2 separate regions of the Oryctolagus cuniculus genome follow, and region 2 is linked to region 1. A link is a contact called in public Hi-C data. All regions are on one chromosome and are shown on one strand. The core of a region is the stretch at or near the end of the contact, and the rest is flanking DNA. Distances in the headings are between cores, read along the strand shown.

The links. Hi-C and Micro-C count contacts between places; a contact is called where the count stands out from the background.
Region 2: a Hi-C map of an unstated tissue shows a contact between it and region 1, with 2.2 times the contacts expected there. The contact joins the promoter of ANKRD11 here to the enhancer-like site in region 1. A contact is called at or near these places in 2 of 6 Hi-C or Micro-C datasets (ear pinna and an unstated tissue).

What each region holds. Positions count from the first base shown.
Region 1 is chr18:69,060,984-69,067,848 of mOryCun1.1, reverse strand. It overlaps ANKRD11 (ankyrin repeat domain containing 11), which reads left to right. Exons shown (of 15, transcript XM_070062843.1): 4 at 5,792-5,935; 5 at 6,135-6,374. LOC138846596 (a long non-coding RNA gene) reads left to right here and starts at 6,381. Exons shown (of 2, transcript XR_011384137.1): 1 at 6,381-6,865. Within about 2 kb of position 2,163, at least 1 of the 8 cell types and tissues checked has an H3K27ac peak or open chromatin away from gene starts, as enhancers often do. A contact at or near this core is called in ear pinna, where this site is marked.
Region 2 is chr18:69,173,602-69,180,138 of mOryCun1.1, reverse strand. ANKRD11 (ankyrin repeat domain containing 11) reads left to right here and starts at 4,657. Exons shown (of 15, transcript XM_070062843.1): 1 at 4,657-4,977. It overlaps LOC138846597 (a long non-coding RNA gene), which reads right to left and starts at 4,581. Exons shown (of 2, transcript XR_011384138.1): 1 at 4,073-4,581; 2 at 1,022-2,225.

The DNA of each region.
Region 1 (6,865 bases), core at 914-3,413:
CACACAGGTGACCTAGTGTGGAAGGGAGGCATGTTTTGTCTCCTTCTCAGGAGACAGCAGGTGTTTGTGGTGGTAGTAGCAGTGTGGGATGCCCTGTGCTCCCCAGTCTGTTCTGCCAGTGGTTGGCCTCACTCCGACGGGCTGTTTGACTTCCTGTTGCTCATCTGGAAATGATCCTAGGTGGTGATCAGAACCAGCACCTCGATGCCACCTCTGACCTCATGAAATGTCTTCAGGTGTCAGGATGTCCCGTGTGCTCCAGAGTTCAGCTGTTTACTTGACGGCTTTATGTGAGATTTTATTGGTGGCAAGACTGCTGTCAGCTTTCTTTGAAATCACAATCTTGCTGTGTATCATCATTGAAAGGAGGGGATAGAGAGATATTGATTGATTGATTGATTGATCTTACACCAAATGCCTAAAACAGTCAGTGCTATGGAGCCAGGAACCAGAACTGCGTCTGAGGGTCTCATGTGGCTGGCAGGGGCCCGAGTGGTTGGGCCAGTCCTCTGCTGTCTCCCATGCACATTAACAGGCAGTTGGGTCAGAAGTGGAGCGGCTGGGACCGGCCCCTCCACTCCAGTACGGGCTGCAGGTGTCCCCGGCAGCAGCGTTCCCTGCTGACCACACGACTGCCACGCTGTGCCCACGTGAGGACTTGGAGCTGGCATCATTGTGACCAGACATTCCCTCTGCAGTGAAACATGAGTAGGCTGTCAGCGACTCAGCGTGGTGATCTCTGTGTGATGCAGTGTGCAGACCCCACACCCTGGGACGCAGGGGACTGGCGAACCTGCAGGTTGTGCTGTGCGGGAGTTGCTGGAGCCCAGCCTGCGGCAGCCTGTGGAGATGGGCCTCCGTTCTCCATGCTGTGCGGCTCCTGCAGCTCTGCCGCATGGAGAGGAAAGGGCAGGGCTGGGGGCTTGACCCCGGGCACCTGTAGGTGACACTGGACAGGTTCACTGTTGTGCCCTCAGAATGAGGGCAATGGCTAAAGACCTTGCCTCCTGCTGCATGTCACCTGCAGTGCCCACCAACACTGGAAAGGGCAGGTGGCATCTTGGTGTTGACCTCACATGTGCCCCGACCCCGACAGTGAGGAGCCAGCGCATGCTCCCGTGCAGCTTCACCCGGGGCCACTGCACTGAAGTCGCACATTGTCGTGCACTCAGGTGTTGAAATGATTGAGCCCAGCTGGGCTCAGCCTGGCCCGGGGCGCGTTGCAGCTGTTTCTTCAGACCTGTCTTCTCTGCACTGCCCCGGGAGTCTGCAGTGTGGGGAGGCTTCTGATGCCACGGAGCCCCCCTGCCCGGGGAAGGCCACGGGCTGGGCTTCGCATGGTTCATTTCTGCTCTCTGGGCCTTAGCCTCTCTGTTTACAGGAGCAGACCCTGCAGTGTTCTCTCATCCTGGCTTTCCAGAATCTGCCCAGACAAGACTTGTGTGCAGTTCTTGGTCTCTCTTTTGCAGCACCCTGGGTTTCTTTGGTGGCCCCATCTCCTCCTGAGCCTCACAGGTGGACTGGGTGAGGATTTCTCAAGGTCACTGAACAGTGCAGCCTGTACCTGGGCTCTGTGTGGACTGAGGGCTCCACCTCCTCTGGTTGCAGCTCAGTTGGACGAGGAGGCCTGAATGACTACCAGGGGCTTCCTTGGCTATTGGTGTCTGTGGGCAGCCGGGGCTCCTGTGTCCAGTCCCACTTCAACTTCCATTCCAGTGCTGTGTCAGCAGGGCTGGGACCGCCTCCCCGTAGACACTGCCCCCATCAGCAGGGCTGGGACCACCTCCCCATAGACACCGCCCCCAAGGGAAGTGCCACAATGCCACATGCCTTTCCTTCTGAGATTCTGCCCAAGACTCCTCCTTGCTGGAGCCTCTTTCCCCTTTGCCGTTAGGAAGTGCCCTTGGTGTGTTTCTGTGTCTTTTAAGAGGAGAGTGCCCTGGGGTGCCATGGTTTGCAGCCGTGGTCTGTGGGCCTGGGGGTGAGGGTCTCTGAAGTGTCTATAGAGAGGAAGGGGCCCCTGCCTTGCACCTGTCTCCAGGGCTGCCGCCCCTGCCCTGCGTCTGCTCCACACAGGAAATAGGGTGTGCAGCAGCCTCTTGGACGGCAGGGAGCTTGGCCAGCCGCCTGCACCGTGAGAAGCGCGGGCCCTGGATTCTCCTCCGTTCCTGGGGGCTGGCGGAAACACGCCTCTGCTCTGTCGGAATGTGTTTCAGCCCTTCACTGTTTCTTCCTACCAGTTCTAAGGACGGGCATTGCTGTTAGAAGTTTTGTTTTGTTCTTGGCCGTTGGTGTGCAGGACAGGGTGTTAGCTCAATGCAGATTCGGTGCTGAAGGGCTGCCACACCTCTGTGGATGGCACAGGCCCAGCAGCCACCTCCAAGGCCCTGTCCCTGCTCTACCAACGGCAGGGACACGGACCCTCCCTCTCCCTGTGGTCTCCTGCTGTTGTCACCTTGAGAAGCAGGGAGTGATGACCGGGCCTCCTGTTTCAGGTCTGGCCTTGAGGGAGACTCTGGGAACACGCTGTGCTGGGCTGTGCTGGGCTGTGCTGGGCTGGGCTGGGCTGGGCTGGGCTGGGTGGGGCTGGGCTGGGCGGGGCAGGTGGGCGGGAGGTGGAGCTGTGGGCACCTCCACTCAAGTGCCCACACACCCTTTATTATTTTTTTTTTTAAAGATTTATTTATTTGAAAGTTACAGAGAGAGAGATCTTCCATCTGCTGGTTTATTCCCCAGATGGCTACAAGGGCCAGAGCTGGGCCAGGCTGAAGCGAGGAGCAAGGAGCTTCTTCCACGTCTCCCATGTGGTGGCAGGGGCCCAAGAACTTGAGGCATCGTCTGCTTTCCCAAGCCATTTAGCAGGGTGCTGGGTTGGAAGCGGAGCAGCCTAAACTCAAACTGGCGCCCATACGAGATGCTGGTGGCCCCAGCACAGGCGCATCTTGAAGTGCAGAGAGGGTCCTGGTGTTTTCCTAGACTGACCTGACAGCATTTTCCACATTTGAACGCTGCAGTCCTTAGGGATTGATTGTGACCTTGTCGGTGTGGGGACATGTGCCCTGCAGGTGGGCCCAGGGCTCCTTGTTAGCCCTTGGAACAGGTGCTTCTCTGGCCCCACAGATGCAGGTTTCCCTGGTGGCCACCACCTGGAGCTTCCACTTTATGTGTGGAGAGATCCAAGCAGGGCCAGCCCCTCCCTGGCCACCAGGTGACAGTGGGTCCCTTCGCTGGCTGCAGGCAGCTCTCTGTTCCCGTCTGCTTGTGAAGTCACCTTTAAGAGGAGTAGCCGTGTCGCCTGACCAGGGAGACTGTGTCCCTGGGCTCCTGCCCCAGGGTTTGATTTGATGGTGGTGATCAGAAAGCCTCGGAGGCCAGCCCAAGACAGCTTCACAACTCTCCACCAGAAGGAACCTTGGCCCCTTTCCATGTTTAGCAGTGAAATGCTCAGCTCCGAACAGGGAGACTTAGGGCTCACAGCAGTCCTACCCTCTAAAACAAACATCCTGTAAGACACAGATTACTGCCTCCTCACGGGCCCTGTCCCTGCTGGAGCACAGGCTGGGGTGCGGCCACAAGGACCTGGGACAGCACCATCGGCGGCTTCCTGAGGGGCTGAGATGGACAAGGACTAACGTGTAGCCTAGCCTCTATTCCTGGTCAGTCGGCTGTTCAGAAAAAGCTGTGGCATGAGCCATGGTCCTGTGGCCTGGGTTCCTGAGAGGTCAGGAGAGGGCCAGATGGCCATGTGTCCAAGTTGCCAGCCAGAAACCTCACCGTGCTGGCCTTCCACAGTCTGAGTTCTGTGCTTGGATGTCAAGAGGCCAAGTCCACCTTGCTGCCAGTGACTGGGGACCCTCAGGTCTGCAGTGTGAGGCCCTGCAGGAGCCAGAGCCAAAGTCCTGGGAGTGACACGGCCTGCACAGTGTCCACTGTCACTGTGAAGGCGGGAGGGCACAGCAGAACACTTGGGCGGTACCGCTAAGCCACCAGGAGTTGACAGTGACACCTGCCTGTGGTGGGTGATGCCTGCCTTCATTTCCTGGGCAAGTCCTCAGATCCCTGGCGCTTTGTGGGGAGGTCAGCGAGGATGTGCCTTAAGGACAACAGCCTTTTCAAAACAAGTGCAGTCGCAGCGCTGTTGGCCAGCTCCCAGTGTGTGGACTGCTTCTCTTGCAGTGAAGTGTGCTTGGTAGACACCTCGTACCTCGCCAGTTGATCTCACAAAAGAAGCAGTGGTGTTTCTGTTGGTGAGCAAGGCGCAGCTGCAGGCGATGGAAATGGTAGTTGCTGGCCTTCTGGGACTCGCACTGTGCTCCCCCAAGGGCAGCAGCAATGACGGCAAGGTGCTGACGCTCCCTGGGCTCGGCCTGTGTCTCGGAGTGGCCATGGCTGTGGCGGAGCTCACCCAGTCCTGCCAGTTGGCCCCTGTGCTTCCTCTTGTGGAGTTGGGGTGCAGTTGGTCTGTAAGTCAGCCGTGCTCTCCTCTCGCTGTTCTGGGCCATTGCTCTGCCCACGCAGGAAGAGGAGTCTGGTTCTCCACTGAACACGGGGCTCAGAACCGTCCTTGACCAGAGCCCTAGTGTGGACACCTGGGCACAGGAAGCACAGCCAGATGCTGCAGGACTGCAGGACAGGCCGTGGGCTCTGCTGGCCTAGACAGAGCCTGTGCGCCTCTGAGGTACGCCTTTGTCCAGTTATCCATCCTGAGAGCAGGCAGGCTGGGATTTTAAAAACCTTCTACTGCTGCAGGCCAGCGCCGCGGCTCACTAGGCTAATCCCCCGCCTGTGGCGCCGGCGCCCTGGATTCTAGTCCCGGTCGGGGCGCTGGGTACTAGTCCCGGTTGCCCCTCTTCCAGGCCAGCTCTCTGCTGTGGCCGGGGAGTGCAGTGGAGGATGGCCCAAGTGCTTGGGCCCCGCACCAGCATGAGAGACCAGGAGAAGCACCTGGCTCCTGGCTTCGGATCAGCGCAGCGCGCTGGCCACAGCGGCCATTGGGGGGCTGAACCAACGGAAAAGGGAGACTTTTCTCTCTTTCTTTCTCTCACTGTCTAACTCTGCCTGTCAAAAAGAAAAAAACCTTGTGAAGCAGGGCCTGCTGGCTCCTAGACAGCTGTGAGTCTGACAGCTGGCCCTGGGCATGGTGCCGAGTTGTCTGTCTCTCCAGGCTGTGACTTGCAGCTCTGGGGTGGAGTCTAGAGTCCAGAGTTTGAGTAGGCAGGCAGGTGCCCTGTCTGGGAGCGCTGGGGCAGGAAGGCGGTGCCGAGGGAGAGCCGCAGCCTCCCCTTCTCCCCAGGGTGAGCCAGCTGTGTCCTTAACGCCAGAAACGGAGCACAGCGATGCTTGTTCCAGTACACTACTCTGGCGGGACCTCGGGGGTGCCGTGAAGAAGTCCGCAGAGGAGTGGCGGGTGGATGGGCAGTGTGTCCTGAGCGCAGGGCTGTCTGAGGGAGGCACGGGACGTGGGTGAGTCGGTCACAGTGCAGCACAGGGCACATGGCTGATGGGAAGGAGGACCTGAAGCCGTGCGCTGGGGTGGTTTCTAGAAGGTGCCTTCCTGCTGTCAGCAGGGTGTAGCCGTCGTCTCTCTGCCTCTGGGAAGAGCCCTTGGGGAGGGATGTCCCAAGCCAGTGCTTCTGGCCAAGGCCCACTTGGGGTGCGGCGGCTCTGGCCCCCTGCGCACAGCCGCAGCCGCGGCCCCTCTCAGACCTGGGCAGCTCAGCGTGAAGTCGGCTGGGCTCTGGCTGCCTCTTGGTACGGTGGAGTCTGACCTCTGTGTCCTTTCTTGAAGCAGACGGTCGACGACGAAGCGATAGCAGCATAAATGACGGCCACGTGAGGGAGCAGAACGATGCCCAAGGGTGGGTGTTCTAGAACACCACAGCAGGAAGACTTCGCTCTCCGCAGCGACATGGTGGAGAAACAACCTGGGAAGAAGGTAATGTGCGCGCCTGCCGCCGCGGGCCCCCGTGCGTGGTGTTCAGACCCAGGCTGTGGGCTGGCAGTGCCCACCTTCCCCATGGCTCCTGGTCAGCCAGAGCAAGTGGCTGTGAGGGGGGGCTCTCTACACGTGGGCTTGCTTCCTCCTAACGGTGGTGGTTGCGACTTGGGAACCGAAGTCGAGCTTTCACTAACAGGTGTGTGTATAGACAGTGCTCTCGGCTGCAGCCTGCCTTTGGCTGCACACCTCCAGCCCCAGAACCGCAGGACTTGTGCCACGTGTCAGTGGACCCTTCAGGCCGCCAGACGCTTCTCTGCACTTCCGTGTCCCGACGGCAAGCACTGCTGGGGAATTTTACTCCAAATGTGAGCAGGAAAAGAAGACGTAAATCCAAACCACTGTGTTTTATCGAGAGCTGTTAAGACTGGATTCTGGGGTGCGTGCTTCCTGTCCTGTAGTACAGGGTGGAGGTGGAGGGGGAGGGCACAGTTCTGAGGTGTGCATTTCCTGTGTGTGTGTGATGCGGTTCTGGGCTCTGTACTTTCTGTTCTGCAGTATGGGGTAAGGGTGGAGGACATGGTTCTGGGGTGCGCACTTCCTGTACTGCAGTGTGGGGTCGGGGTGTATGTGACACAATTCTGGGCTATGCACTTCCTGTCCAGTGTGTGTGAGGTCTGGAGGACACGATTCTGGGGTGCACACTTCCTGTCCTGCAGTGTGGGTGGGGTCTGGTGGTTACGATTCTGGGGTGTATACTTCCTGTCCTGCAGTGTAGCGTGGGAGTGTGTGTTACACAGTCCTGGGTTGCGAGCTTGCTGCCCTGCAGTGCCAGGTTGGATCTGGTGAGAATGAATTTGGAATCAGAACAAGGTTCAGGTTCAGTGTGTGTCATGTGTTGGCTTTGTGACTGTCGGTCCTGAGTTCAGT
Region 2 (6,537 bases), core at 3,408-5,907, 110 kb before region 1:
AAAGGAAAACACGGAATGACTTCCCGTGAAGTGTGCTCTGCTTCCTGATTCCAGCGCCGAGAACACGGAGGAGCTGGCGTGAGCACAGGCCACAGGGAGGAGAGGGGGGGAAGGTGCTGTGTGTAAGAGGAAGTGGACAGTCAGCAGGGAAGCGGGGCTGCCTCCTCAGCACTGACCTCTGCCCAGCCTGCAGGAAGCGGGAGGGGCCAATCCGCAGGCCCTGGCACTCCCAGTGCACTGCAGGGAGACGGGCAGCGTGGGGAGCAGGAAGCGGGAGGGGCCAATCCGCAGGCCCTGGCACTCCCAGTGCACTGCAGGGAGACGGGCAGCGTGGGGAGCAGGAAGCGGGAGGGGCCAATCCGCAGGCCCTGGCACTCCCAGTGCACTGCAGGGAGACGGGCAGCGTGGGGAGCAGGAAGCGGGAGGGGCCAATCCGCAGGCCCTGGCACTCCCAGTGCACTGCAGGGAGCCGGGCAGCGTGGGGAGCAGGAAGAGGGGAGGGGCCAATCCGCAGGCCCTGGCACTCCCAGTGCACTGCAGGGAGACGGGCAGCGTGGGGAGCAGGAAGCGGGGTGGGGGGAGCTTCCAGTGCCTTTGCTTACGGGCTGGTCTGCTTAGCCATTCTTCCCCTCCCAACACCACTGGGTCTGGAGGCCGCACCTGAGTGTCCAGCTACATCAGAGAGCCCTGGCGCTGTCTGCAGCCAGCGCCTGGCTTGCACTGACAGCTGAACCCACGGCTCCTGGTAAACAGCAGGTCCTGAACGAGTGTGTGCAGGAAGAATCCAGTGAACACAGCTGCAGCACTGTAGTGGGGCAAGGCCTGAAGACAGGCCTTCCTGAGGGGCTCGAACCCAGGGCCACCCAGGGTGCTTGGTTCTGGTCCTCCTCCAGGTGTCCTAATAGGAATACCCAGGCCAACCCGGGTACCCATTAAAGGAACCAAGATTTTAATTTATTGGAGAGAGAGAGAGGAGACAAAGATCTTCCAGCTGCTGGTTCACTCCCCAAATCGTAACAACTGCTGGGGCTGGGCCAGGCCAAGGCCAAGAGCCAGGAGCTTCTTCCAGGTTTCCCACGTGGGTGCAGGGGCCCGAGCACTTCCACTGCTTTCCCAGGAGTAGGAGCAGCAGCTGGGACTTGAACCAGTGCCCACGTGGGATGCTGGCGTTGCAGGCACCGGTCCTGGCCACGGTGTCTTGCCGACTGTGTTCAAACTCAGTTCCACTCGGCCGCACACTGTGTTCTTGCCAGCCAGCTTCACCCTGGCGCACACGCGGGCCAGGGCCTCCTGTTTTCCCTCTTCCAGTGAGTCCTGTGCTGCCAGGGGCTCTTTGCCTAGGACCTGCCCTTGGGCAGTCTGCAGCGTTTAAGGCTGTCTAAGCCTTCAGTTAGCGTCTAGGAAGTAGCAGACCCTGGGGGTTAAGCTGCTGCCTGTGACACCAGCATCCCCTATCAGAGTGCCCCTTTAGTCCTGGCTACTCCACTTGCAATTCAGCTCCCTATTAATGTGTCTGGGAAGGTAGGGGATGATGGCCCAAGTGCCCAGGCCTCTGCCACCCATGTGGGAGACCTGGGTGGAGTTCCTGGCTCATGGTTTTGGCCTACCTCACACCTGGCTAGACACGTGGGGAGCAAACCAGAGTACAGATCGCTCCCTCTCTCTGTTGCCGTCTTCCCAGTCCTGCCCCTATCTCTTCTATCCTGAATCCAATACAGGCCGCAGACTCGAGTTGGACAGAGTGGACGCTTCTGTTGGCTGGATGCAGCCTGCCCTTTCAAGTCACCTCTCCCAGAACGTGAGCCGAGGTGTGACTGGCATTTCTTAGTCACCATGGTCATAAAGGAATGTGATAATTTAGCCACTATATTTATTTAATATATGTAAAAACTGTCATTTCAACGTGTCACAAATAAAAAGTGTTTGTCAGATACTTTATGTTCTTTTTGTCTTTGCACCAAGCCTTCAAAATCTGGAGTGTATTTTGTATTACAGCACACACGCCTTTGGATTCTCATTTCTTTTTTAAAAAAAGATTTACTTGAAATGCAAAGTTTACAGAGACAGAGCGAAAGAGAGAGATCTTCCATCCACTTTTTCACTTCTGCAGTGGCCAGAGCTGGACTAACTTGAAGCCAGGAGCTTCTTCTGGCTCTCACATGTGGGTGCAGGAGCCCAAGGACTGGACCATCTTCTGCTGCTCTCCCAGGCGCATCAGCAGGGAGCTGGATTGGAAGGGGAGCAGCCGGGTCTCAGACCAGCACTCATGCTGCATGCTGCTGTCATGGGTGGTGGCTGAACCTGCTACACCACAATGCCAGCCCCTCTTTCTTTATTTTCCTTCTAAGTTTACTTATTTGAAAGGCACAGAGAGACTTCTCATGCACTGGTTCATTCTCCAAATGTACCTCGTAGCCAGCGCTGGGCCAGGCAACACCAGGAGTGGGGAACTAAGATCCAGGACTCCCACTGGGTGGCAGGGACCCAACTACTTGAACCATTTCTTGCAGTCTCCCAGGACTGGCAGAAACTGGAATCAGGCAGATGTGAGACTCAAACCCAGGCACTCTCCAGTATGGGATGCAGGGGTCCCAGGCGATGTGTTCTTAACCACTGGGGCAGACAGCCTTCACAGTTTAAGGGGCCAGTAGTCACAGATGGCCACTAGTGGACAGCACAGGCCTACAGCGACTCCCTCACCTCTCACCCAGTTAGCCCTGAAAGCCAGCTCCGGACGAGACCTGATCTTCGTCCTGCACCCCGCACTCTCTCCAAGCAGTCAGCACGGACGGGTGGCTCATCACACAGCTCTGCAGGTGTGGCACGTGCCGAGGGCTGCAAGCGCCCAAGCTCCCTCAGACCTCTTTTCCAAGGAAAGAGCCCCACCCTTGGACCTGACCACCCCCCGAGCGGCTCTGCCTCCGACGCTGACCACCCTGCGGTCAGGGTCACAGAGCTGCTGACAGTAATTTCTGAACCTGCGTCCTCCGCGGGTCAGCTGCACCTGTCAAATCCCCAGTCCTTAGTGCCCTCCTGGTGCTGGCCCTCAGCGGACAGGAGACGCTTTTGAATCAGTGCATCCAGCGGCTTAATTCTTTACGCTCCGCTTCTTCTCCATCCTGTAGTTTCTGCTTCCGTGGCTTTCACCTTTTACACTGGCACGCTTTCAGACTCAGTTTTCAAGTCCGACCGTCATTTGCTGTTCTCCCCACATTCCTACAACAGCTAGGGCTGGGCCAGGCCAAAGCCGGGATCCGGGAACGCCGCCTGGGTCTCCCAGGTGCGCGGCAGGGGCCAAGCGCCTGAGCTTCCCAGGCGCATCGGCAGGGAGGTGCACCTGATCCCGGGCGCCCGCCTCCAGGAGGGTCCAGGGAGGAAACAAACACGAAACACCAATCCCCAGTCACCGACATTTACTCAACACGTGGGGCAGGGTCCAGGCCTGACGCTCGCCGGCCTAATCTCGTCATTCGACAGTCAGGCACATGCGGAACGCGGGGCCCCCTTTTCACAAATGTGGTCAGAAACGGGTAGGCTGGCTTTCCTGTTTTACATGAAGTACTTGAGAGGCTCGCGCGCGCTCTCTCACACACACACACAAGCTGGGCATCTTCCACCCACTGGGTCACTCCCAAAATGCCAGCGACAGCCCCGGCTGGAGGCAGCAGCCAGACTCAATCCAGGTCTCCCGCGTGGGGGCAGGAACCCAACCGCTGCGGCCATCACCTGCTGCCGCCCAGGCGCGCATTCCCAGGAGGCTGGGGTCAGGGGCAGAGGCCCGGCTGGAGCCAGGCGCGCCGATACGGGCCGTGAGCGTCCCACCACCGGGCCAAACACTCGCCCCTGCTTCTTTTACTTGTACCTCGAGTTTGCGACCACGGGGCACAACCTTTTCACGCTCCGCGGCCTCGGCAGCCACGCGCCAGCCCCTGCGCCACAGTGCTGCGCCAGCCCGGGGAGGCCCCCGGCCGCCGACGTGACCGGATGCGCCCTGTCGCGGGGCTCCCGCCGGCCGCGGCCCAGCGCCGGTGGGCGTGCACCGCCGCTTTTCCCACCCCCAGCGGCCACTCACGTGGAAGAGCGACGGCTGCACGGGCCAGGTGCGCCCCGGGCGGCTCGGACAAGCGGTCCGCGGAGAGGGCCTCCTCGGCTCGGGGCCGGCCGCGCCCGAACACCGCACACGCCCGGCCAGGAGCAGCCGAGGGGAGCCTGCCCGGGCAGGCGAAAGCGACGGAGCCGCCTCCCGGGGAGCGCGCGCCCGCTCGGCGGACACTCCGTTTCCCACCTCCTTCAGCACCACGCCTCGCTTCCAGACCCGGCGCCTTGTGGTTCCGGCACTCGGCAAGACCAATCGTCGTGCCCGAGAGCGCAAGGCCCACCCCCTGAGAGACGCAGACAGCCAATCCAGCGTCCCGTAAGCCTCCGCGCCCCGTGCGCCCTGACGCACGGCCGTGCGCTGTCGTCCCCGGGACGTCGTCTAGTCCCGCCCCAAGCCCGTCCGGGAAGCTGTCAATCGCAGCGTCGTCCCTTCACCCCGGCATCGCACTTCCTCCCGACGCCGTGACGTGCGCAACGCCTGCGGCTCGGCGGTGGCGGGCCAATGGCGGTGGCGGATACGGCGGGCCAATGGGCGGGAGCGTCTCATGCGCCCGGCGCCCGCCGCAGCCGCCGCTGGGTCCTGGAGCCAGAGGCCGCCCGCGACGGAGCGCGATGGAGCGAGGGCCCCAGCCCGGGAGGCGCCGCCGCCGAGCCCGCGGCCAGACGCCCCCGCAGTAGCGTCAGACCGAACCGCGGCCCCGCGCGAGCCCTGGGCGCGCCCGAGGGGCGGGCTCGCCTCTCGCGGCCCTCGCAGCTCGGCGGCGCTCGGAGCCCGCGCCGCCGCCGCCGCCTTCCCGCCCGGGCCGCGCGGCCGGGAAACCGGCGGGGCTGCATGGGCAGCGCCTGCGCCCCGCCGCCGCCGAGCCGCCCTCGGAGCCGGTGAGAGGCGCGCCGTCCGAGGTCGAGGGTCGGGGCGGGGGCCGGGATCGCGCGGCCTTGCGGCCTGCTGGCTGAGCGGACTCGGCGGGCCTCCGCGGGCCGGGGGTCCGGGGCCGCGGCGAGGGGCCGGGGGCGGGCTCCGAGGCGCCGCGGGAGCGTCTGTGTGGTCTGGGGGCGTCGTGAGGGGCCGAGGGTGGGCTCTGTGGCGCGTCTGGAGCGCCTGAGGGGTCGGGGGGTCGCGGGAGGGCCCCGGGGCACTCGGGGGCGCCGTGAGGGGCCTAGGGTGCGCCCCCGGGCGGACCCAAGGGGTCTGCGGGTCGCTCTGAGGAGCCGAGCGTGGGGCCTGGGCCCTGGAGGGGCTGCGCGTTCTTGGGGCACTGTGAGGGGCCCGGAGTGGACCCGGGCGGCCTAGGGGCCCGGGGGCGCCGTGTGGGGCCGAGGGCGGGCCCGGGGGCGCCGACCCCTGGCCCGCACGAGGGCGCCTGCCCCGCGCCGGTTGTCGTTGTTGTGCCCGGCGCGGTGTGGAAACGGGGGCAGGCGGCCCTCGGCTCGGCGCCGGAGGGGGCGGCGCGGGGGCCGGGGGGCGCGGGGCTCGGGAGCGCGCGCGCGCGCGCGCGGCGAGGGCAGGAATGCGGGCGGCAGGGGGGTCTGGGGGAGGGGAGGCGGGCCGGGGGCGAGCGGGAGGAAGGCGGCGGCGGCGGCTGCAGCCCTTGGCCTCAAGGAACAATGTGAGACGTTGCCTGAAATGTTAATTTCCGTTCCTCATTTCATCATCCCCCGGCAGGGCGGTAGCCGGGTGCGCGCGCGCGCGCGTGTGCGGGTGCGCGCGCGCGTGTGCAGGGCTGGCCCTGCCACATGGATTGTGATGTTGACCCTTGTGGCGGTGTCGTCCTGGGGGCGAGTCGCGGCGCTGCCCCGGGTGCCTCTCTGCGGTGGTGCTGGGGTGTCTGCTCCCGTGTGGGTCCCAGCTTCCTTGGAGTTCGGGTAGAAGCGTTTGCAAGATTAAGTTGGGCCAAGAGGGCCCTCACCTCCCGTGGGGAACGCGGCTCAGCAGTTAGCGCGCGTGCGCGGCGGTCGGGGTTCCTGCAGGTTGCTGGGAGCGTTTAGCCCTTCGCCCGGACGCCGTGTTTTGCGAGACGGCTTCCTGCGGCGGCGAGGCCCCTGCTCGGTGTGCACTTGTTGGGCTGCAGAACAGCCAGGCCGTAACGGTCCTGCTGGTGGGACAAGTGCTGTGGAGACGGCTCCTGCTCTCTGTGTGTGCAAGCCTAGTCCTCGACCCCGCTTGCCTAGCCCTGAGCCGGAGACTGGCCCTGCGCAGCGCCCCTGGGAACTCCGTGTCTCCAGCGAGCCTCTGCGCCCTGGAGACGGAGTCGGGGCCGTGTCTTGGAGGGTTACTGCTCGACTCTCCTGATGGTAACTTTGCAGCTGTCGTGCAGCAAAAACAAAATAGAACAGGAAGACCGCCTTGCCCGGCTTTGTGACACGAAGGTGGGCCGCGGTGCGGTGCTGTGCGAGTCCTCGACCCTTGCTCCCTGGGGTTTCCCTAGGGACAGGCTCCCA